Linked DNA regions of Mus musculus: regions 1, 2, 3, 5, 6 and 7 are each linked to region 4. A link is a contact called in public HiCAR-type, HiChIP or PLAC-seq and promoter capture Hi-C data. All regions are on one chromosome and are shown on one strand. The core of a region is the stretch at or near the end of the contact, and the rest is flanking DNA. Distances in the headings are between cores, read along the strand shown.

Evidence for each region. Promoter capture Hi-C pulls out the DNA fragments that hold promoters and counts their contacts. HiCAR-type assays count read pairs that join an accessible place to other places. HiChIP or PLAC-seq counts read pairs in DNA pulled down with a chosen protein or histone mark.
Region 1: an H3K4me3 HiChIP or PLAC-seq map of fetal liver shows a contact between it and region 4, with 4 times the contacts expected there. The contact joins the promoter of Cyb5r3 here to the promoter of Ndufa6 in region 4. A contact is called at or near these places in 9 of 39 promoter capture datasets (3T3-L1-derived adipocytes, cranial neural crest, embryonic stem cells and 4 more), 3 of 484 Hi-C or Micro-C datasets (CD8 T cells, LSK cells and natural killer cells), 17 of 115 datasets of contacts at active chromatin or transcription factors (bone marrow-derived macrophages, cardiomyocytes, embryonic forebrain and 11 more) and 2 of 9 other capture datasets (adipose tissue and liver).
Region 2: a contact with region 4 is called in a HiCAR-type map of astrocytes, with 4 times the contacts expected there. The contact joins the promoter of Arfgap3 here to the promoter of Ndufa6 in region 4. A contact is called at or near these places in 1 of 39 promoter capture datasets (embryonic stem cells), 1 of 484 Hi-C or Micro-C datasets (the C2C12 cell line) and 12 of 115 datasets of contacts at active chromatin or transcription factors (the 230-238 cell line, astrocytes, cardiomyocytes and 8 more).
Region 3: an H3K27ac HiChIP or PLAC-seq map of large pre-B cells shows a contact between it and region 4, with 7 times the contacts expected there. The contact joins the enhancer-like site here to the promoter of Ndufa6 in region 4. A contact is called at or near these places in 6 of 39 promoter capture datasets (cranial neural crest, embryonic stem cells, neural stem cells and 2 more), 1 of 15 datasets of contacts at CTCF or cohesin (embryonic stem cells), 4 of 484 Hi-C or Micro-C datasets (B cells, embryonic stem cells and pro-B cells) and 24 of 115 datasets of contacts at active chromatin or transcription factors (the 230-238 cell line, acute myeloid leukemia, cardiomyocytes and 12 more).
Region 5: a contact with region 4 is called in an H3K4me3 HiChIP or PLAC-seq map of bone marrow-derived macrophages, with 11 times the contacts expected there. The contact joins the promoter of Nfam1 here to the promoter of Ndufa6 in region 4. A contact is called at or near these places in 14 of 39 promoter capture datasets (the 3T3-L1 cell line, 3T3-L1-derived adipocytes, the C10 cell line and 7 more), 3 of 15 datasets of contacts at CTCF or cohesin (embryonic stem cells, large pre-B cells and stem cell-derived epiblast-like cells), 32 of 484 Hi-C or Micro-C datasets (B cells, CD8 T cells, the HL-1 cell line and 12 more), 34 of 115 datasets of contacts at active chromatin or transcription factors (the HPC-7 cell line, the NIH/3T3 cell line, SST interneurons and 19 more) and 1 of 9 other capture datasets (adipose tissue).
Region 6: a promoter capture Hi-C map of hippocampal neurons shows a contact between it and region 4, with 6 times the contacts expected there. The contact joins the enhancer-like site here to the promoter of Ndufa6 in region 4. A contact is called at or near these places in 7 of 39 promoter capture datasets (3T3-L1-derived adipocytes, the HPC-7 cell line, cranial neural crest and 3 more), 4 of 484 Hi-C or Micro-C datasets (cerebellum, cerebral cortex, cortical neurons and 1 more), 14 of 115 datasets of contacts at active chromatin or transcription factors (astrocytes, differentiating embryonic stem cells, double positive thymocytes and 10 more) and 2 of 9 other capture datasets (adipose tissue and embryonic stem cells).
Region 7: a contact with region 4 is called in a promoter capture Hi-C map of pre-B cells, with 2.7 times the contacts expected there. The contact joins the promoter of St13 here to the promoter of Ndufa6 in region 4. A contact is called at or near these places in 3 of 39 promoter capture datasets (erythroid cells, fetal liver and pre-B cells).

Annotation. Positions count from the first base shown.
Region 1 is chr15:83,170,864-83,173,563 of GRCm38.p6, forward strand. Cyb5r3 (cytochrome b5 reductase 3) reads right to left here and starts at 1,320. Exons shown (of 9, transcript NM_029787.3): 1 at 1,249-1,320. The coding sequence starts at 1,269.
Region 2 is chr15:83,348,925-83,351,624 of GRCm38.p6, forward strand. It overlaps Arfgap3 (ADP-ribosylation factor GTPase activating protein 3), which reads right to left and starts at 1,323. Exons shown (of 16, transcript NM_001357756.1): 1 at 1,157-1,323. The coding sequence starts at 1,225.
Region 3 is chr15:83,074,451-83,077,150 of GRCm38.p6, forward strand. Gm41366 (a long non-coding RNA gene) reads right to left here. Exons shown (of 3, transcript XR_875504.1): 3 at 1,226-2,024. Among named protein-coding and RNA genes, the nearest start is that of Gm41366, 6.4 kb to the right of the region's middle. Within about 2 kb of position 1,346, at least 30 of the 459 cell types and tissues checked have an H3K27ac peak or open chromatin away from gene starts, as enhancers often do. A contact at or near this core is called in B cells and memory CD8 T cells, where this site is marked.
Region 4 is chr15:82,352,991-82,355,690 of GRCm38.p6, forward strand. It overlaps Ndufa6 (NADH:ubiquinone oxidoreductase subunit A6), which reads right to left and starts at 1,301. Exons shown (of 3, transcript NM_025987.3): 1 at 1,091-1,301. The coding sequence starts at 1,238.
Region 5 is chr15:83,032,035-83,034,734 of GRCm38.p6, forward strand. It overlaps Nfam1 (Nfat activating molecule with ITAM motif 1), which reads right to left and starts at 1,363. Exons shown (of 6, transcript NM_001271411.1): 1 at 1,079-1,363. The coding sequence starts at 1,196. Gm32620 (a long non-coding RNA gene) reads left to right here and starts at 1,282. Exons shown (of 3, transcript XR_384275.3): 1 at 1,282-1,470; 2 at 2,225-2,318.
Region 6 is chr15:83,214,504-83,217,203 of GRCm38.p6, forward strand. No RefSeq gene overlaps it. Among named protein-coding and RNA genes, the nearest start is that of A4galt, 36 kb to the right of the region's middle. Within about 2 kb of position 1,333, at least 103 of the 459 cell types and tissues checked have an H3K27ac peak or open chromatin away from gene starts, as enhancers often do. A contact at or near this core is called in adipose tissue, embryonic forebrain and kidney, where this site is marked.
Region 7 is chr15:81,398,261-81,400,960 of GRCm38.p6, forward strand. St13 (suppression of tumorigenicity 13) reads right to left here and starts at 1,434. Exons shown (of 12, transcript NM_133726.2): 1 at 1,225-1,434. The coding sequence starts at 1,334. Xpnpep3 (X-prolyl aminopeptidase 3, mitochondrial) reads left to right here and starts at 1,878. Exons shown (of 10, transcript NM_001347075.1): 1 at 1,878-2,027. The coding sequence starts at 1,964.

The DNA of each region.
Region 1 (2,700 bases), core at 70-2,569, 820 kb after region 4:
GTCTCTGGGAAAACTGGTCAGAATGTCATTATGGGGTGTTGTCACTCTGGGGTTTGTTTTGTTTTTTTTTGCCTTGGGCCAGAATGCTCCTTAGATGGTCCATACTGGACTGGTCACTCTCGCAAGAGCAAATGCCATGGCAAGAAGGCTGTCTTCACTAGGAGCCCTGAATCTTGCAGAGAGGAGAGAGGGCACCCTCCAAGACAGGCGCTGGCCTATTCTTGTCATACCCAAAGAGCTGGACACCTCAAGGGTATGTTTGTGTAACTGAGACTGGTCACAGTTCACATGGATGCTCTTAAGAAATCAGGGAGGAGCTGGACGGTGGTGGCCCACACCTTTAATCTGGCACTGGAGAGGCAGAGGCAAGTGGATCTCTGTGAGTTTGAGGGCAGCCTGGTCTACAGTGCATTCCAGGGCTACATTGAGAAACCCTGTCTCAAAAAAGAAAAAAAAAAAGAAAAAAAAGGAAATGAGGAGAGTGAGCTCTAGGATTGTGGAAGGGGCCTTGGTCGATCCAGTAACAGTGAGAGAGCAGATTTATAGACGTTAGACGGTCCCAGCATCCTCAGTGCCCTGGGCTGATGGCCAAGTCTAAGTGACACTTCTTTAGTGACAGTGCAGCTCTGTGAGTAACAAGAATGGCCAGGGCTTTTCTAGGTGACAGCTGGAAAGATCCTGGCCAACTACTGCCTTGTTTATGGCAAGAAGATGCACCCAACCCCTGTAGGGACACCCTACACATTTCTCCCATACACACACGCACCCCAAAGTACTCTTCCTGCCAGCTCACTCGTGTCCACTATTCAGGCCTGCATGTCTTCACACCCACACTCTCATTTCTCACACACGCCGCTGTCGGTTCCTCCACGCACACACCAGTGCACCTACGGTTCACACTTCACGTTCCCATTTACAAAAACCCTCGCACCTTTCACATCCCCCACGGGCGCAGGCACTTCAACTTTCTCACACTCACAAGTCACGCCCACTCAGGCGGGCGCGCACGTCACTCATTCCCTATTCTCATTCGCGCACACCCAACAGGGTCCTCAATGTCCACCCCGCGCTCGGGGCTCCCCCTTGGCCTGAGGCCGGGCCAGAGTGGCGCGGCCACTAGCCAGGGCGTGAGTCACGGTCTGCAAGGGGCCGGGTGGGGCGCGGGGCTCGTGAACCGGTGCTGGGCGCCCCGGATCGTACGGTATCCCCACGGTGCAAGCCTGGGGACCCCAGACCCATGCCGCCTACCGTGCTCAGCTGGGCCCCCATGGTGGCGAAGAAGAGACGGTGGCCTCACGCACGGTTCTACACCCGCTACTCAGCCGGCCGCTCCCCCAACAACCCGCCTCGGTCTCAACACCTCGGAGGCGGGGACGCCCTGCGGAGCCAGTCAGGAGCGCGGAGGTGGGCGGATAGGGGGCGGAGACTCCCAGTGTCCCCGCCCACTTCCGCTTGTGAAGACGGGAGTGCGCGCTGAGTGGCTGACGGCGCTGCACGGAAGAGGCTCGGCGAGAGACTGGCTACTGTGGCGCCTCTGTGTGGCTTCGGGAGGTAGCTTGTGGCTTCTGGGCCTGTTTTGTCCTGGTGAAGAGAACAAGATGTCGCCCCCGTGATGGGCTCTCAAATCCTGAGCCTTCGGTCCTGGGAGCCTGCCGGAGCTGATTGTGCTGGCCAGGGCTCTACCCGCTCACGGGGCGTGTTGCCAACACCGCTGGCTACAGAGTTCAGGCTACAGCCCTGCCCTGCCCCATTTTCAAGCCTGCGAACCAGTCGTTCCTTCCTGAACAAATCTCCAAACGTACTGAGGCCAGTTCCGGATTAAAGTTCAGGTGTCACCTCTTTAGCTAGGCCAGCTCTGGCCCTGTGCTCCCTCCAAGGGACGCCACTAGTGCAGAACGGTCTTTGTAGCGCTTCAGTTATCCTGCCTGTTTATTCACGATGCTCTGCGCCCACGTACCCATTCCACTAGATGGTGGGGCTTCCCCAAGCCAGGAGTCTGCAGTCAGTTCTCTGTGTACCCGGACCTCAGAACAGAGCCTATCACATACTCTATAAACACTCGTATGTCCCTGGCATTCCGGAGTTTTCTTCAACCTGGTCCTGGCCAGATAGGGAATGGAAGACTGCTCTGAGAGCGGCAGAGTGAGGAAGAGACTTGCTGCCTAAAAATTGAGAACTATTAACCAAACTCTTCAATACCGGAACACTTGATGACCCAAGCGTTCAATACCGGAAGAGGCAGGTGGATCTGTGAGTGTTCCAGGCTACACGGTGAGACTGCTAGTTACTTTTCTGTTGCTGTGGTAAAACACCATGACCGAAGGCAACTTTAGGGAAGATGGAGTTTATTGTGTCTCACAGTTCCAGGAGGATAAGAGCCCATTATAGCTGGAAGGCATGGCCGGCCACAAGCAGCAGGAAAACCTGGCTCGGGGAGAAGGATGCTGAGAGATAACACTGTACCTTAAGTGGGAACCTGAGAGAGAGCTGGAAGTGGGGCCAGGCTATAGGCTCTCAAAGCCACCCCAGGCACATTTCTTCATCCAGCAAGACCACACACCTCCGTACCTCCCCACAAACCATCACAAATTGGGGACTAAACGTTCAAATACACGTGCCTATGAGGGCCATTTCTTATTCAAACCACCACAGAGACCCTGTCTCAAATAAATAAATAAGGAGCAATGGTCAGCACATCTG
Region 2 (2,700 bases), core at 73-2,572, 1.0 Mb after region 4:
ACTTGGAGAGGGGTGGGGAGAGTCCACAGTGACACGACAGCCCTTTGCACTCCTCGGGTTCCACCCTACTCCGTCATCCTAAGGAAGTAGACACCTTAACCCTGTGTATCAAAACAACACTGCCAGCCACATGCTAAAAGTTATGAGGCCCAGTGGTTGGGGGTGGGGTCTGTGTGTGTGTGTGTGTGGGGGGGGTCACATAAGGGGAAGAAAAAAATTGTAGGGACAGACCTCAACCTACAGAGGGATGAACGTGAGTTTTAGTGAGCTTCCTCAGGAACCCAGAGAGCTGGCAACCAGGGAAGAGAACCTTAGCTCTACTGGACTGGGAAACAGGCTGCCACCGAAGGACAATGGTGACAAAAATCCAACAGGTCCCCAGCCCTGAAGAACACTCAAGACAAGGTCCATGGTGGGGGGAGAAGCCCTTCTTTCCCAGAACTTAGCACCACTTAGAGTTCTGACCCCTGGGTCTAGGTGGCTGGGATTTTTACCTTTGTTCACAGAGGCCAGAAGGAGTGAACTCTGCCTCACCAGCCTTCTCAGAGCCCAGCTACACACTTCCAACATCTGTTTCCTCCACCCTACCATGTCTGTGCTTCTGGGTCAAGGTGCTCTGTTCTCCAGACCCCTAGACACCCCTAGATGCTATGAACTAGCCTTCTCTCTAAGCCCCCAGGTAGTCTGGCGTCTGGGTAACCTGGACACTCCTAGAGGTCCATACCCCAGTCCTCTCTCTGCCATGAAATGCACTGGTCTCCTGTTCCAGATGTCCATGCCCCAGTCTTCTGTCTATCCCCAGGTGTTCTGGCCTCTGGTGGCGGACACCCCAACTGTCCATGTCCCAGCCCCCCCTGTGACCCCAGACGCTCTGCCCTAGGATGCTAGACATCCCAGATGTCCATGCCCCAGTCCTGTGACCCCAGGCTCTCTGCCTTTTAGTCCTGGACATCCTCCGGATGCCCATGTCCCTGTGCCCCAGGCGCTAAGCCCCTGGTGGGCGCCCCCTTTTCCTCCCCTTGCTGACGAAGGTTGGGGAGCGGCGGCTGCCAGGCCCACAGTGCGACGTGTCACAGGCCGGGCGGCTCCTCCCACGGCCGCGGCCACACCGGGGTCCGGCGGGCCGCGGGGTCCCAAGCCCGCCTGCGGCCGTTACCTTGTTAGTGGGCACCGAGCGCAGGCGCTTGAAGATGGCCAGGATGTCCTGCTTGCTGGGGTCCCCCATAGTCACTGAGAACTGAGGTGAAGCAGTCCCCGACAACCGGGAAGAGACAAGGAGTAGCGGTTGCCGCCTCCCGGAGACCGAGGGGCGGGGCTGCGCGTGACGACAAGCCCCGCCCCTGCCGCGCCCAGGCTCCGCCCACAAGCGGGCGCACGCGCCGTTCTCCTTCACTCGGTGAGGTCCCTCGGCGCCACTGGTTTCTCCGGGTTCCAATTTCGAAGTCGGGCGCGGCAGGCGCATGCGCGGACGCTCGGACAACTCCCACCCCTCCGCAAACCTTCCCCAGATCTCAGCGTTAGTTAGGGTCCTGCAGTGTGGGATAGGAACCCCAGGCTTTGCGCAGGGAGCATCGGGCTTACCCACCGGACTCACCAGCATACCGTTGCCGGCCCGTGGCCAGTCTCACACCTATCCCTCAGGATGGGAGAGCCAGCAGGTCTCATCCTCATGGATCCTGCATAGTAGTAGTGTGTGTTTGTACTCTTTCTCAGCTAAAGTCAAGCCCTGAGTGATAACCTACAGGAAACTGCTGTCCCATTTTTCTCTCTCCCATCTGGGAAACCCAGGCTGGCCTAGAGCACACTGTGTAGTCCAAGGCTGGACTTGAACTGGAGATATTCCTGTTTTAGCGTCTTGCTGCTCAGATTACAGGTCTGCACCAAGCCATACTGGCTTGATAATCTTGTAATTATAAAGTCTGTTCTGTTCACGGAGAGAGAGTGCTTGCCTGTAGGCAACAAGTTCTATCAGGGTCAGAACTGAGAAGTCTAGAAAGACCAGAAACAAGTCTGTGTTTAGTGCTTGGGGCTCCAGTTAAACCTTGGATAATATTAGTAGCTGGAAGGTTTGAGCTTGGGAGCAGGTGCCTCTTTTACAGCGGTCAGGGTGGAGCAGCTGGCAAACATGACCTTAGGTAGAGCATAATAGAAGAAAAACAGGTTTTGGTATCAAGTGCTAAGCCCCAGCTTCTGTCCCAGTTCAACTGGTTGCTTCCCAGCAGGGCTGCTGTAGGCACTTCCTAGCATTCACCTGTATGAAGGAGTTGGAGATGAAATATGTTGACCAGAGCAGCACTGCAGCTTCAGGGATGTTCTGAAAACGGTCTTGGTGTCAAGTTGGGACCTCATATAGGCTGTACAAGGACAGGAACTGGCACAAGACACACAAAGTTCTCAGCAGAGTGACAAAAGGGCAGGGAATAAGAGACAAAGACAGGAGATAGAGCAAGAGGAAGAAGTGAAAAGGAGGGAGAGGGGGACGGGTTATTTGCTCCAGAGGGACAAAGGACTGCTTCTGGATAGAGAAGAGACAGCCTTGGCGTATTGGCAAATGGCAGTTCATAAAGGTAAAAGAAGAAACCCCTTTAGGATAAGTTTATTTTATGGGGCATGCTAATTAGGTGAACCAAGGTAGGGGGTGGATTTTGATAGCTGGACCTTAGTATGTTAGCCTCAGGAAGTGGACAAATAGCGTAACAA
Region 3 (2,700 bases), core at 96-2,595, 720 kb after region 4:
TGCCAGCCAACGGTGCCTCCCTCAGCAGGAGCCTTTGAAGACAAGCCTGAGTGACATGATGCCTGTGACTGTCACACAGAGGACACACTAACCACCCAGTACATGGTTATGAAGCAGCAGTTCAAAGCAGAGACAGTGGGATCAGTGGACAGCAACAGGCTGTGTCAGGAGTGGGAGGGCACACCTTTCCAAGTGCTCAAGAAGACTCAAACAATTGTGTATACAGCAGGTCACTGAACACAGCAAATGATACTTGGCCACAGGGCTGTGCTATTAGACATAGATCACAAAACTGTTTTAAACCCATGTTTTGACATTGCAGTTCATGAAGGAGCTACTATATGAGTTTAGGATGAACCAGTGTGGCAGCATAGGTCTGTATCCCCAGAACTAGGGGAGGTGGAGCCAGGAGGATCAGAGCTGGGCTGGCAGGGGGCTCAGCAAGTAAATACACCGGCCATACAAGTGTGTAAACCTGAGTGCCGTGCCCAGACACGTGTAAACACAGGTACACAGTGTGCCTGTGATCTTAGTGCTCCTATGGTGAGATGAAAGGCAGGAGAATCCCTGGAACTGGTGGGTCAGCTAAGCCTGGACCTTACCACAAACATCCCTGTCCCAAAAGGATGACGGTAAAAACTGTTACCCAAGGCTATCCCCTGACTTCCACATGTGTGTTGTGGCGCACACAACCACATACACACAAATGTATGCATATACATACAGACATCACACACGCACACACACACACACACACACACACACACACACATGCAAAAGAGTTCAAAGACAGCCATGGCTACATTGTCAATTTTAGGATAGCTGGTGCTACATAAGAGCCTGTCTTTTAAAAAAGTGTTTTTAAAGGTAAGGGAAACCTCAGAAGAAAACAAGAAACTTAAGAATGCCTTTAATTGGGGCTGGAGAGATGGCTCAATGGTTAAGAGCACTGATTGCTCTACCGAAGGTCCTGAGTTCAAATCCTAGCAACCACATGGTGGCTCACAACCATCTGTAATGAGATCTGATGCCCTCTTCTGGGGTGTCTGAAGACGCCTATAGTGTACTAACATATAATAAATAAATAAATATTTCTAAAAAAGAATGCCTTTAATCCCAACATGGGTGTGTATGTGGAGTGGGACAGAGGGATGTCTGAGTTTGAGGCCAGTCTGGTCTAGTCTACAGAATGAGTTCCAGAACAGCTAGGGCTACACAGAGAAACCTTGTCTCAAAACAAAACAAAACACAAAAAACAAAAAAGAAAGAAAGAAAAGGGAAGGGAAACAAGAAACTACTCAGAACTAAGACAGTGAGGTCATCAGGAGATGAACCTAGAAGGACATTCATTCTAAAGCAAGGCTCCGGGGAGGCGTAACCTTCAGTGCCCACCACAGAACAGAAAACCCAAGGCTGATAACTGGTAGCTGATAACAAAATAGGAAGGAGGGAAATCACAGAGGAAACAGATCTGTCAAGGATAAAACCAAGAGCGAATCAGTGGAGCCACAGCTGGATCCTCGAAGAGACGGGTATTGACAAGTCTCTGGCAAGAGCACCCTATAACGTGTGAGAAATGAACAAAGAAAAACCGCATAACGCAGCTAGAGCCGATTCAAAACCAACAATCGCTCACGTTTCTGAGCTGGCATCACGCCGCGTTCGATTGCGCAATGTGTGTTTACAGGTGAGATTGACTCCCACGTCCTCTGTGCCCCTCCGCCTGTGCCGCAGGACTTCCTGCCAGTCCCTCTGCCCGTTAGACATTCTCTTCCACGCCTGTGGTCAGGCTGTTTCCTGAGCTGGAAATGGCCTCCCTCTCCTATGCAAACAGTAAGATCCACAGCAGCCTCCTCAGGCTCTTCCTAACAACAACGTGCCTCCATCCGTCCTGCCTTCCCCATCACTAGGAGGACCAAGGATAGCGACATGCTCACTTGAAGAAGTCCACAAGTGGGTGGGGCTGGGGATGCGGCTCAGCTGGTAAAGTGCTTGCCGGCAAACACGATGAACTCTTCAGATCCCTAGAACACATTAAACACACACACACACACATAAATAAAGGCTAGGTGTGTACATTCAGAGAGTTTTCTCTGCTCCCATCAAACACATTTGCTTCTGCCCTCTTCCTGGCAGAGCATCTCCTGGTGATGTCTGCAGCCCCCTAAGTTTGAGCACATTATGTCTTGACTAAGGAATTGGTCAATTGACGGCTAAGGAGCCTCAAGACCCACCTGTGCCAGGCAAACCTCTGAGCCCTTGGCTGGTTTAAGCCTCACAGCCAATGACAGTGTGCACAGCCGTTTACAGCCGACAAGACAGAGGCCCAGGATGGACTGGGTGGGTGGAGTCGGGCCTTAAAGCTACACTGGGAAAGGCCATTCTATTCTGTTCCTTTAAAGTCAGATCCTGCAATGCCTGAAAGTTGCTATGGAGACCAAGCCAGTCTCTAACTTTCAGCAGCCCTTCTGCCTCTACCTCTGCCTCTCAAGTGCTGGTATTCCAGGGACATGTGCCATCACACTTGGCAAAATAGTTTTTCTTTTATTCTGAGACAGGGTTTCTCTGTGTAGCCCTGGCTGTCTAGGAACTTACTCTGTAGACCAGGCTAGCCTCAAACTCAGAGATTTGCCTGCCTCTGCTCCTGAGTGCCAGCATCCCTGCAGAGGCCATGGAAGGTGTGGATCTGCTGCAACTGGA
Region 4 (2,700 bases), core at 51-2,550:
GTATTTGTGAAGCATCAGGCCCAGAGACTGAAGGGTGCAGTATTATAACTACTGTCAGGTAAACTCCAGCCTGAGGTGGGCATGGTTTTTTTGTTTTGTTTTTTCTCCAGTCTGTGTTCTAATAACTAAGAGGAATCTTCTCCCATCAGTGCCTCCCCCGAGTTTTATATCAGTTACTTAAGTAACCTATTTAATACAGTAACTCCCGGAAGAAGACAGTATTATGGCCATTTCACAGATGAGCAAATACCGGTGAAAAATCTTACCCAAGGTCACACAGCTAATAAAGGTCGAAACTGAGGACAGTGTGGCTGCCTCTCAAGCAGTGCTGAGGCGTGCTGTGGAGCTGTTGTTACTCATTGGAAAACGCCTTTCCCCTCAGATCAGCTCAAGTTAAATACATGTCTACTCAACAACAAAAGATGTCCCTGACATATGTAGGACATTTGAACTCTCGCTAACCCCCTTTTAAAATCCACTACAGTGGCAGCATTGAGGGAGACAACCAAGATTGCAGATTCACACTCGCCACTCAGGTGAACAGACTAGATTCTCCCACCTACGGGAAAAGGCGTGTTTTGCAGCAGAAGGGGGTTAGACTTCAAAATTCTGGGGCAAGCTGATCTAGTGAGCAAAGCTGGGGAGCTCTGAGGGGCCATTTCGTCTGGAGGCTTCAAAGGGCAGCAGGCAGCTACTGGGTGACCTTCGTCAAGTCGTTTCCCTCTCGTGATGCAGTTTGTTCTCCAGACTAAGTAACAGATAACTGCTAAAGCCCTTCGCCACTTTAGTTACAAAATCGAATGGGCATCTAGAACCTTCTCTGGAACTGTAAAGCTGGGTTCAAGAAGCACCCGGGGCTAGCTCAGGACCGCGGACGCCCCTCCCAGGGGCTCCATAAGAAATAAGGAACAAAGGCCACCAAAGCAACTGGGGCGCTCGGAAGCCCTGTCCCGGTGTGGGGCACTCTGGCTCGGGTGACCCCCTTCCCCCGAAGCCCAGGGCTCGTTTCTGTCCCACTACGTGACCTCAGCTCGGCCGAGAGACCTTGGGCAGGTGCCTCCGGCGCCCCGAATGCACCCCTGCCTCTCACCGGTGTTCGGCACCTCCCGATACCAAGCGCGGTAGAGCTCGCGCACCCTCCGCTTGGCCTCGTTCAGGTCGCGACTGAAAATGGGCTTCACCGAGGTACTGGCTGCCGCAGCAGCAGCTTGGCGCAGGCCGGTGGCCGCGGCCGCCATCTTGCCGAGGAAGCCCCGCCCCTTCAGCGTGCGCACGCGCGGTGCCACGGGACTCGCTGCCGTGCCTCCTGCAGTGCAGAGGGAAGGACTGACTGGACTAGGGCTCTCTGATTGGCTGGAAGCCTCGGGCTCTGCAATGCGCATGCTCTACCGCGGAAACACCGATCCGGGGTTGGCTCGTTCAACGGCGGCGCTGAGGAACCACCAGGAGGCGCAGCGTCGAGGCTTCAGGCAGCGGTGAGGCGCTCTGTCTGCTCTTACCAAAAGTTTGTTCCTTCAGCCAGGCGCCGTGGTTGGCAGGCTCGGAGGAGAAGACCTCGGGCATAGATAACGGTGCCAGGCGGCAATGGCAGTCTTTCCGCAGCAACAGTGCGTACTGCTGAGCATATTGTGTATGTGCTTCCGGAAAACCGTTTTCTTGTAGACATGGTGTCGATCGCAAAAGCGCCTCTGGCTTGAGCTTTTTGGCGTTTCTCAGCCCCGTTTGTTTACTTACTTCATGCCATTGTTTTGAGTTGTCGTCTCACTGCGCCTGGCCTGGAACTCACTTACGTAGACCAGCCAGGCTGGCCTCAGAGCTTGCAGTGATTTCTCTGCCTCTGCAGGTTTGTGCCCACAGCACTTGCGGTTGCCTTTTTGTAAATAAATGTGTGTGGGTGTTTTGGATGTTTGTATAGGTGTGCGCCACGTGTGCTTTTTGGAGTCCATGGAGGCCAAAAGAAGGCTATGGATTCCTCTGGGACCGACGGTTATGATTTGCTTTGTGGAGCTGGGAATTGAGCCCAGGTCCTTTGGCAGAGCAGTTAGAGTGCTTAAGCACTCACTGAGGCATCTCTCCAGCCCCGCAGTTACATTTGACCTTGCACTCCACATTTCCCCTGCTTCAGTCTCCTTAGTGCTACTTCACCTAGCCTAATCATTTCCATTTTAGACTAGGGATTTTACATCCCAAACCATGGAAGCTATATCTACCTCTGTATCTAATCTATATCTATACTCTATGGTATATATCTATATATATTCGCTGCTATATAAATAAAAGCTGAAGAATTGCTGCCTAACGACATTCTAATATAGTAAGTGCACCATGCTTTTATGGATATTTTTGTGGTGATTTGAACAAACAGTACTTCCAGTCAAAGTACAATGCACACAGATATGCTCAGCACACAGCATTTAAACTCTCATGGAGGAGAGCATGGCAGCAGGCAGGCATGAGTGGCCTTGAAGCAGCAGCTGAGGTCTTACAATAGAGAAAGACTGGGCCGGCCTCTAGTCACTTCTAGTGACACATCTTCAACAAGGGCCACATACTCCAACAAGGCCACACCTCCTAGTCCTTCCCAAAACAGTTCCACTAACTAGGGACCTAGCATTCAAACACATGAACTTATGGGGCCCAAACCACCACATTATTGATTTTTGTTTTTTTCTTTTATTCTCTCCCCTCCTTTTTGAAACC
Region 5 (2,700 bases), core at 113-2,612, 680 kb after region 4:
TTATTGTTCCTGCCACAAGACAGGAAGCAGAGACAGAATCCTTGGAAGCTTGCAGGCCAGCCAGCCTGGCATTCACAGCAGTGACAGACAGACAGACCAGACAGACGGATGGGCGGGTGGGTGGGCAGGCAGACAAACAGACAGGCAGGCAGGCTATTTCAAACAGGTAGAAGGCAAGGATGTTCACCCGAGGCTGGCCTCTGACCTTCGTAAACTCACCTCGGCACACACAGGCACACGCACACACACACATGATTTATAAAATAAATAAGTAAAGTCAAACAGAGAACAGTTAGTACTCAGCCTCCACAGTGGAGTGTCCCTGGGTCAGCAATGGACCAGCTGCTAGCCAGGCCAAGGCAAGAACACATAGTGCCTGACAGACATTACCCAGCACCACCAGGGAACACACCTGAGAGGGACACCCTTGGAGGTGCGCTGGCCTAGATAAATTGGCCTCTACCCCACAGCTTGCTTTGAATCCAGACCTCCCAGCTTCCAAGGGAGCCTGGAACTAGGATAGGACAGCAGTGTTGGCCCTGGGGAGATTCGCTGGTCATAAAATCCTTGGCCTCTGACTGCATTTTAGAAAGTGCTAAGTGTGACCCTTTCTAGTGTGGCCCCAGGATGCCGTGCTCTGACTGCCTTTCTCTGTATTCACCAACCACCACCAGCAGCACCCAGGGCAGCTCCACCACCTGGCAGATTCAACAGAACTCCTCTACCACAGTAGCCTTGTAAGAGCTGTCTTTTCCATGGACTCCACACCTGACCTCAAAAACACAGCACCCACCTTCCTTATTTAAGGACCAGGAGGCCTAAGCTATGCTGTCAGGAAAGCTGTTAACACTGGGGTGAAGACACAGCACCGTCCCCCCACAACCCCTTCAAATGCCACCTTGACGAGGCATTAGCTAAATATCTTCTCAGTCCCCGAAGGCTTCCCACATGAAGTCTACAATGTTCAAACGCAACCAGCAAATCCCCAGAGACAGGTCCCGGGAATTAGCTGTTCCCGCTGGATGAAAGTCACTCTGATGTATGCGAACAAGAGGACGTGAGAAGGAGACAGACTTGCCTGTTAGCTGCAGGGTCTGGGGCACCGGCAGCAAACAGAGGAAGCACCAGGCTGGGAGCCAGCTGGGTGGGTGCAGGCATCGCACTCGGGCCCCACGTCGCAGAAGCCAGCTCTCCATGGAATACCGTGCGCCAAGCTGGACACTTATCAAAGCCTGTTCCTCCTTCCGCTTCAGGTCACTGCAGACTAAGGCCCCTGCTGGCAGCTAGAGTTCCCTTTTGTGTCCCCATAAGTTCCTCCTCTGGACACCCTTCTGCTTCCTCAAGGCGGTTCCTCTCAGAAACCCTGACCTCCCTCTGAAATAGCGGAAGCAACCTTGGTGAGGGGTTCCAACAGATAAACAGCCTGGGGCTCCAACTCATCCAAGCCACACAGTGGGAAAAGAGCATGCGGTAGGAACCTTGGCTTTCCCGGGCTTCTGGGGCCTCCTTAGTCCCTCGCAGCAGAGGACCCTGTCCTGGAAGCTGGGTGGCCATGCTCCTTAGGTCTGAAACCCTAAAAATGACCATAATCCCACCTGCTCAGACATCCCTGCAAGGTCCCTGCCATCCCTTGAGAAGGTGTCCTGAAGGGGGGGTGGGGTGGGAGTGGGGGGAGCCTAGGGTGGGGGAAGAATAAGCAGAGGAGTGGCAGACTGGGAGGCTGAAGGGCCTTAAGCCACTTGTCCCAGCCTCCGGAGGGAATTTAACACATCCTGGAGTGAGAGACAGTAGCTGGTTCTTCGGAGGAACTCCTCTTGATCCACCTGAACTGATACGCCTCCTCCTCCTCCTCCTCCTCCTCCCACTCCTCCTCCTCCTCCTCCTCCTCCTCCCACTCCTCCTCCTAGGGTGGGGGGGGGGCTCCCTAACCCGACTTCACCCCATCCCCACCCAAGAGGAGACACAGGCCCCTGACTGCCTCCTTCCTTATCAGCTCTGCTCTCGAAGCCCCCATGGCGCTAGAGGTCTCAGTACTGGGACAGTGATGGCTTCCTATGAGGGGGGGAGGGGCCATCCTCTGCAGACTCTAGGGAGAACTCCTAAGGTCCTGGAGCCCCGTGTCTGTTTTGTGACCTGAAAGGTAGGGGCTGAGAGGACAAGGGGAGAAAAGCAGCAGGAAAGAAGTTGAGGGCCAGACCTGCTGAGTCTCGACTTTTCTCATTAGAGCCGTGAACCCAAGAGAGCCCTGAGTAGCCCCACCACACCAGTGAGAGACTTCAGCATGAAGAGGTGAAGCAGCTAGCTCATGATCCCGGCAGGTCTGTGGGGCATAAATGAGAAGGACAGATAGATTTTTACCTGGATTTTCTTTGCCACTTGTGCCAGTGTGGTGGAGGCTGGGCACGTGGCTGATGTTCCCCCCCTCCCCCACCCTTTCATATCACCATGGGGGCTTCTGTCAGTACCTTGCCTAAATCCCTTCCCCTTGGCCTCTGCACAGTTAACAGTGAAAGCTGCAGGGTGTTTGGGAGCAAGAACCCTGAGACTGGTGTGCAGAGGCAAGCAGCCATAGGCCACCCACCCGCAGAGGAAGATGTGTATGAACAGGAGAAGAGGCAGCGCGAAGGGGCGGGCTGGGACCCAGGCGGTATTGGCTGTTGATCCATCAAGGTGATACATGATCACAAGTGTCACAGCGAA
Region 6 (2,700 bases), core at 83-2,582, 860 kb after region 4:
CAACTATTTTTCCCAGCTCCTCTTGCAGCTACGGCGAGTATAGCCTAGTCAATAATGGCAGAAATGTGGCCAGTCCTGGTGGCAGACACCTTTAATCCGAGCACTCAGGTGACAGAGGCAGGCAGATCTCTCTGAGTTTGAGGCCAGCCTGGTCTAAATCTGAGCTCCAGGCTACATAGTGATACCTTGCCTCAAACTCACTCATTCACTCATTTATTCATTCAGGGCTGGAGAGATGGCTTAGTGGTTAAGAGTACTTGCTTTTCTTCTAGAGAATGGGGTTTAGTTCCCAGTACCTACATAGTGACTCATAATCACCTGTAACTCAAGGTGCAGGAGATCTGATTCCCCCTTCTGGTATCCATGGGCACCAGGCAAGCATATGGTACACACACACACATGCAGGGAAGCACTTGTACTTATAACATAAAAACAAATAAGAAGTAAAACACAGCTGGGTGTGGTGGCGCACGCTTTTAATCCCAGAACTCCGGAGGCAGAGGCAGGCGGATTTCTGAGTTGGAGGCCAGCCTGGTCTACAAAGTGAGTTCCAGGACAGCCAGGACTATACAGAGAAACCCTGTCTCGAAAAAAAACAAAACAAACAAACAAACAAACAAACAAAAAAAAACAAAAAAAAACAAAAAGAAGAAGAAGAAGAAGAAGAAGAAGAAGAAGAAGAAGAAGAAGAAGAAGAAGAAGAAGAAGAAGAAGAAGAAGAAGTAAAACACAGGAGTGGCAAGGAAGTGGCGATCTCCAGGTGAGCTCTGCAGGGTAAATGTGGATGCAATGACAGTAGCTGGAACAGCCACTGGGGAATCATGAAACAAAAGCTGGACATCCAGAGGCAGAGAGAGATTTCAGAAGCCTGGAAAGTTCAGATGACTTAGGGGACATCACTAATTGAACCCCCACTCTCCATGTTCTAGCCTCTCATCTCAGAAAAGCCAAGCCTTTGTTGTCTGAGTTGCTATTAACTCTATCTGTCTGTTTCATGCCTGAAACTCTCATGTTCCGGAAGATGCTGCCTGGCTGGGAGTCCAGCAGCCAGCCCAGGCTATCTCTGGTCCCTGCCAGTCCTGTGGTTGCCGGGGGCAGCAGGGCTGGGCTGTATGCTCACCCATCTTCTCTCATTCCCTCAGATATGCTTTCCCTTAACCCCAGTCCTGACCTTTCATGATGGATCTGTGGGTTAGACTACATTTAAAACTGAAATGGAAAAAATAAAAAGAGTCCAAATGGAAAAAATGAGCCTCTGCTTGGAGACAGGGTTTCTTGCAGTCTCTCTGAGAGGCCAGAGAGTTTATAGCTGTTGTACAGTATCCAGGAGAAAGCTTATGAAATATTATTCCTTTTACCCCCTTTTACCAAAACATGAGTCATTTTTTTAATTGACTCTGAGTTTTCCCTTTAAGCCTGATTTCCCAGCATGCCTAGGATATAGCACTTCCCAGCGAAGAAATATTTAGGCTCATGTGGTTTCTCTGAAGTCTGGTGGACAGCTGGGGATTTCCCTGGGGGGTAGGGGACAGAATGGGAAGGCTAATAAAGGAAAGGGTTGGGGTATAGCAAGACAGAAATGGGGGAGGGGATGGTCGGAGCCTCTAGCACAGCAGAAAGGAAGCAGGCCAGTGCTGGGCCTGTGAGACACAGAGGTTTACTGTCGAAAAGACAGGATGCTGCTGGTTGGTTCCAGGAGCACAGCCTCAGTTGTAGCCCTCTCTGGGATGAGCAATGCTATAGGCGTCAGTGCCTAGTCAGACTGGACCACCTGAGGAGAAGCAGAAAGCCAGGAAAAGACCTAGGGAGAAGGCTCAGGAGTGAAGCGTGTGGAATACAAGAATGAAGATCTGAGTTGGATACTCAGAACCCAGGCTGGCAGGATGGCTCAGTGGGTAAAGAGCACTGTCTGCTCTTCAGAGGTCCTAAGTTCAAATCCCAGCAACCACATGGAGATCTGACACCCTCTTCTGGTGCGTCTTAAGTCAGCTATAGTGTATGTACGTATACTAATAAATCTTTGGGCCGGAATGAGCGGGGTTGACCAGAGAGAACAGAGGTCCTAAAAAAGACAACCACATGAAGGCTCACAACCATCCGTACAGCTACAGTGTACTCACATACATAAATAAAAAAATCTTTTAAAAAGAAAAGAAAGATTTATAAGAACCCATTGGGGCAAAGGCTGCTGGGAGTGGACCACTTCTGTCATCCCTGTGCTGAGGAAATACACACAGGCGGGTCTCAGGGGCTCACTGACCAGCCAACCTAGCTAATTAGTGAGCTCCAGGTTCAGGGGACTGGAGAGATAGCCCTGACTGCTCTCGCAGCAGACCCTGGTTCAGTCTCGAGTACACACATGGAGGCTCGTAACCACCTGCAACTCTAGTCCAGGGGATCTGACATGTTTTTCCAGCCTCTGAAGGCACTGCATACATGTGACACATACATGCTAGCAAAACACCCATACAGATAAAGTGAAAATAAAGGGGAGAAAAAAAGAAAGTGGAGCATGATTTAGGGACATAAGAAAACAGGTAGTGTCCACCTCTACACATATATACACACCACACACACACATATATATTCATATACATACTCACACACAACACTCACACACACATAAACACGCGTACTCTCACACATTCACACCCCTCACACACACATGCACTCAGACACACATATACATACACACATATA
Region 7 (2,700 bases), core at 184-2,683, 950 kb before region 4:
GAGGCCAGTCAGGGCTACATAGCAAGTTCTCAACCAGCAAAAAAAAAAAAAAAAAAAAAAAAAATTTAAAAAAAAAAAAACAAACTTACACATTATTTATTAGCTCCTTCCCTTAATCTATCTGGACTTGCAATCACCTGGCCAGAAAACAACCTCTCAGAAAGGCTGATTTACCAGAAGATATGCAAAAAGCTTGGAATAATTATCTTTAAAGAAGTAAAGTGCTTATACAGTCCCTGAGTCCTTCACTCCACACAGTTGCTTTCAGACCTTCATGGCTCAGCCTGCTTGTTTTTTCTAAGTTCTAATTGAAAAATATATAAAACTTTACTTTTCCCCATCTCTTTTTTTTTTATATTAACCAAAGACCCTAAACATGCACTTTCTCTGAAGACCGACCCTCCCCCATTTCTACAAGTGCTGGTGAGCTTCCATTGCTGACCCTAATTCAGAAAGCATGACTTAACATCCTCCCTCCCCTTGGCAGCTGTAGAGATTTAGTTTGTTTGTACTGTTGCGTTTTTCACCCTCAAATTCTAATGGTGCCTAAGCTTTCTTCTAATTCTGTCTTTAAAATCTTTTATCAACGAGACTAAAACAACAAAAAGGAGAAACCAATTCCCCAGTAATACTGTTTCCCAGCAGCTGGCACAACAATCATAGTACGCAGGCGAAATACTCTCCAGTTAGTCCTGCAAGCACACTGGTCTTTGAAGGAAAAAAAAAAATTCCTAAAGTAGCTGAAGTGACAGCGCTACAACTAACGTGGGTATAAATAATTCCCAACAAAATTCCATGCAATTAAAATCGTTGTAAGGCCAAGTACAGATAACTGAAGTTATAGAATAAATAAGTTACCACTATTAATATTTTAAACGACACATGGGTCAATGCGACTTAAACAAGACGCCAGGTTCAAGAAAAACAATCCCTTAGTAAAAGCTTTGTCTTCGTTCGCGCATTATTTCCACTGCTCAAATATTCACAACCCAAACACACCCCCATAAAGACTTAACTGCGGGGGGTGGGGGGGAACCAACTCTAACCTCTGCTTTTCCACCCCTAAGTTGCCCAACGCTCCAGATCCCTCCGAGAACCTCTCGAAGCCACTAAGAGCCACGAAGGGGCCTAGAACCGCTCCCCTCCTCCCTACGCCAGCTCGGGGCCCACTCCCCAACCCCCAACTTTCCGTCCCCAACGGTCCACGGGGCCCAGGGCTCTCACCTCTCCACCCACTCCCTCAGGAAGCGCATTTCCTCGGTGTGCAGGACGCTCGGGTCCTGCCTACACATCTTCACGAAGGCCCGAAGCTCGCTCACTTTGCGGGGATCCATGGTGGGAGGCTGGAAGCTGAAGGCGGTGGGCGGCTGCGGAGGCACGATGCCAGGCCCGGGAGCGGCTCAACGTGACCAAGTGGAAGGGGGCGGCTGCCGCGAGGCAGAACAGACTAGAACCTCCCCGGCCGCTGGCTCCTCCCCCCCAACGGCCTCGTGACCCCGGGCCTTCGCTCGCTCATTCCCACTCCTACCTCTGGACCTGTGCTCCGCCTAGAACCTTCTAGAAGTGTAGCTGCCCGTGACAATGCCTGCTTCGATCGGCGAACAGTCTCACTCGGATTCTTTCCTCTGACCTAATTCCCCGGGATGGATGAAGGACCTTGTGTCTGTGCGCTTTCAAGCGGGACATAGGGAGACATTTGGAATAAGATATTTCTTCTGTGAAGATGGGCATTAAGCAGAACGAGACGCCGCATGGAGGAGGGGGGAAAATAAATAAATGCCCGTGGGGCCGGCGCGCCCAAAACCTAGCCGAGTGACGTCACTGCTCTGCGCCGCCCCGGGAAGAAAGCCCGCGAGCCGCGCCTGCCGGAAGGGGCCGAGCAGTTGACTGGTTTCCTGGCGACGCGGCTGTGCTAGTGGCTTTCCCCAGAGTTTGTACTTTTCCTGACCAGTGGTTACAGGCCATGCCGTCTCTGCTCTCAACCCCCAAGCTGGCTCCCGTTCTAGCAAGGCTCCGCGGCCTCTCAGGTTAGAGTCTTTCCTGCCGGCGTCCCCTTCAGGTTCTTCCTTTGGAGAAAGCCTAAAGCAGCCCAAAGAGCTACAAGTTGATGATCCGTGGTTCTTCACCAATCGGCACCTGATCCCCCCTCACCACCCACGGATTTTTCTTTTGATCGATTGCTCTGGGAAAGAGTGGGCTTTAGGTTCTGTTATTCTGGGAAAGCTGGAGTGACTGAAGAGGAGGGAACTCCAAGGGATTGTCTTCAAAGTTACTCGAATTCTAAATTGGTAGCTTTTATCATCACACTTGACTAAATTGTTTAATGTCAAGTAGCGTGTGTGTGTGTGTTAGGTCAGGGTAAATCTTTCGCCTTTTCATAGGTTTCATCGGAGAGCTAGCTCAAAAGATAGAGCCGGGCTGTGGTGGCGCACGCCTTTAATCCCAGCACTTGGGAGGCAGAGGCAGGCGGATTTCTGAGTTCGAGGCCAGCCTGATCCAAATACAGAGTGAGTTCCAGGACAGCCAGGACTATACAGAGAAACCCTGTCTCGAAAAGAGAGAGAGAGAGAGAGAGAGAGAGAGAAAGAGAGAGAAGAAACACGTCTAGAAACAAATGCTTTGTGCAATTCAGTTTGTAAAGAACTAAGCGAGGGACGTGCCTAAGTCTTACATAAACAGTCAAGGTGATAGAGCACGGAG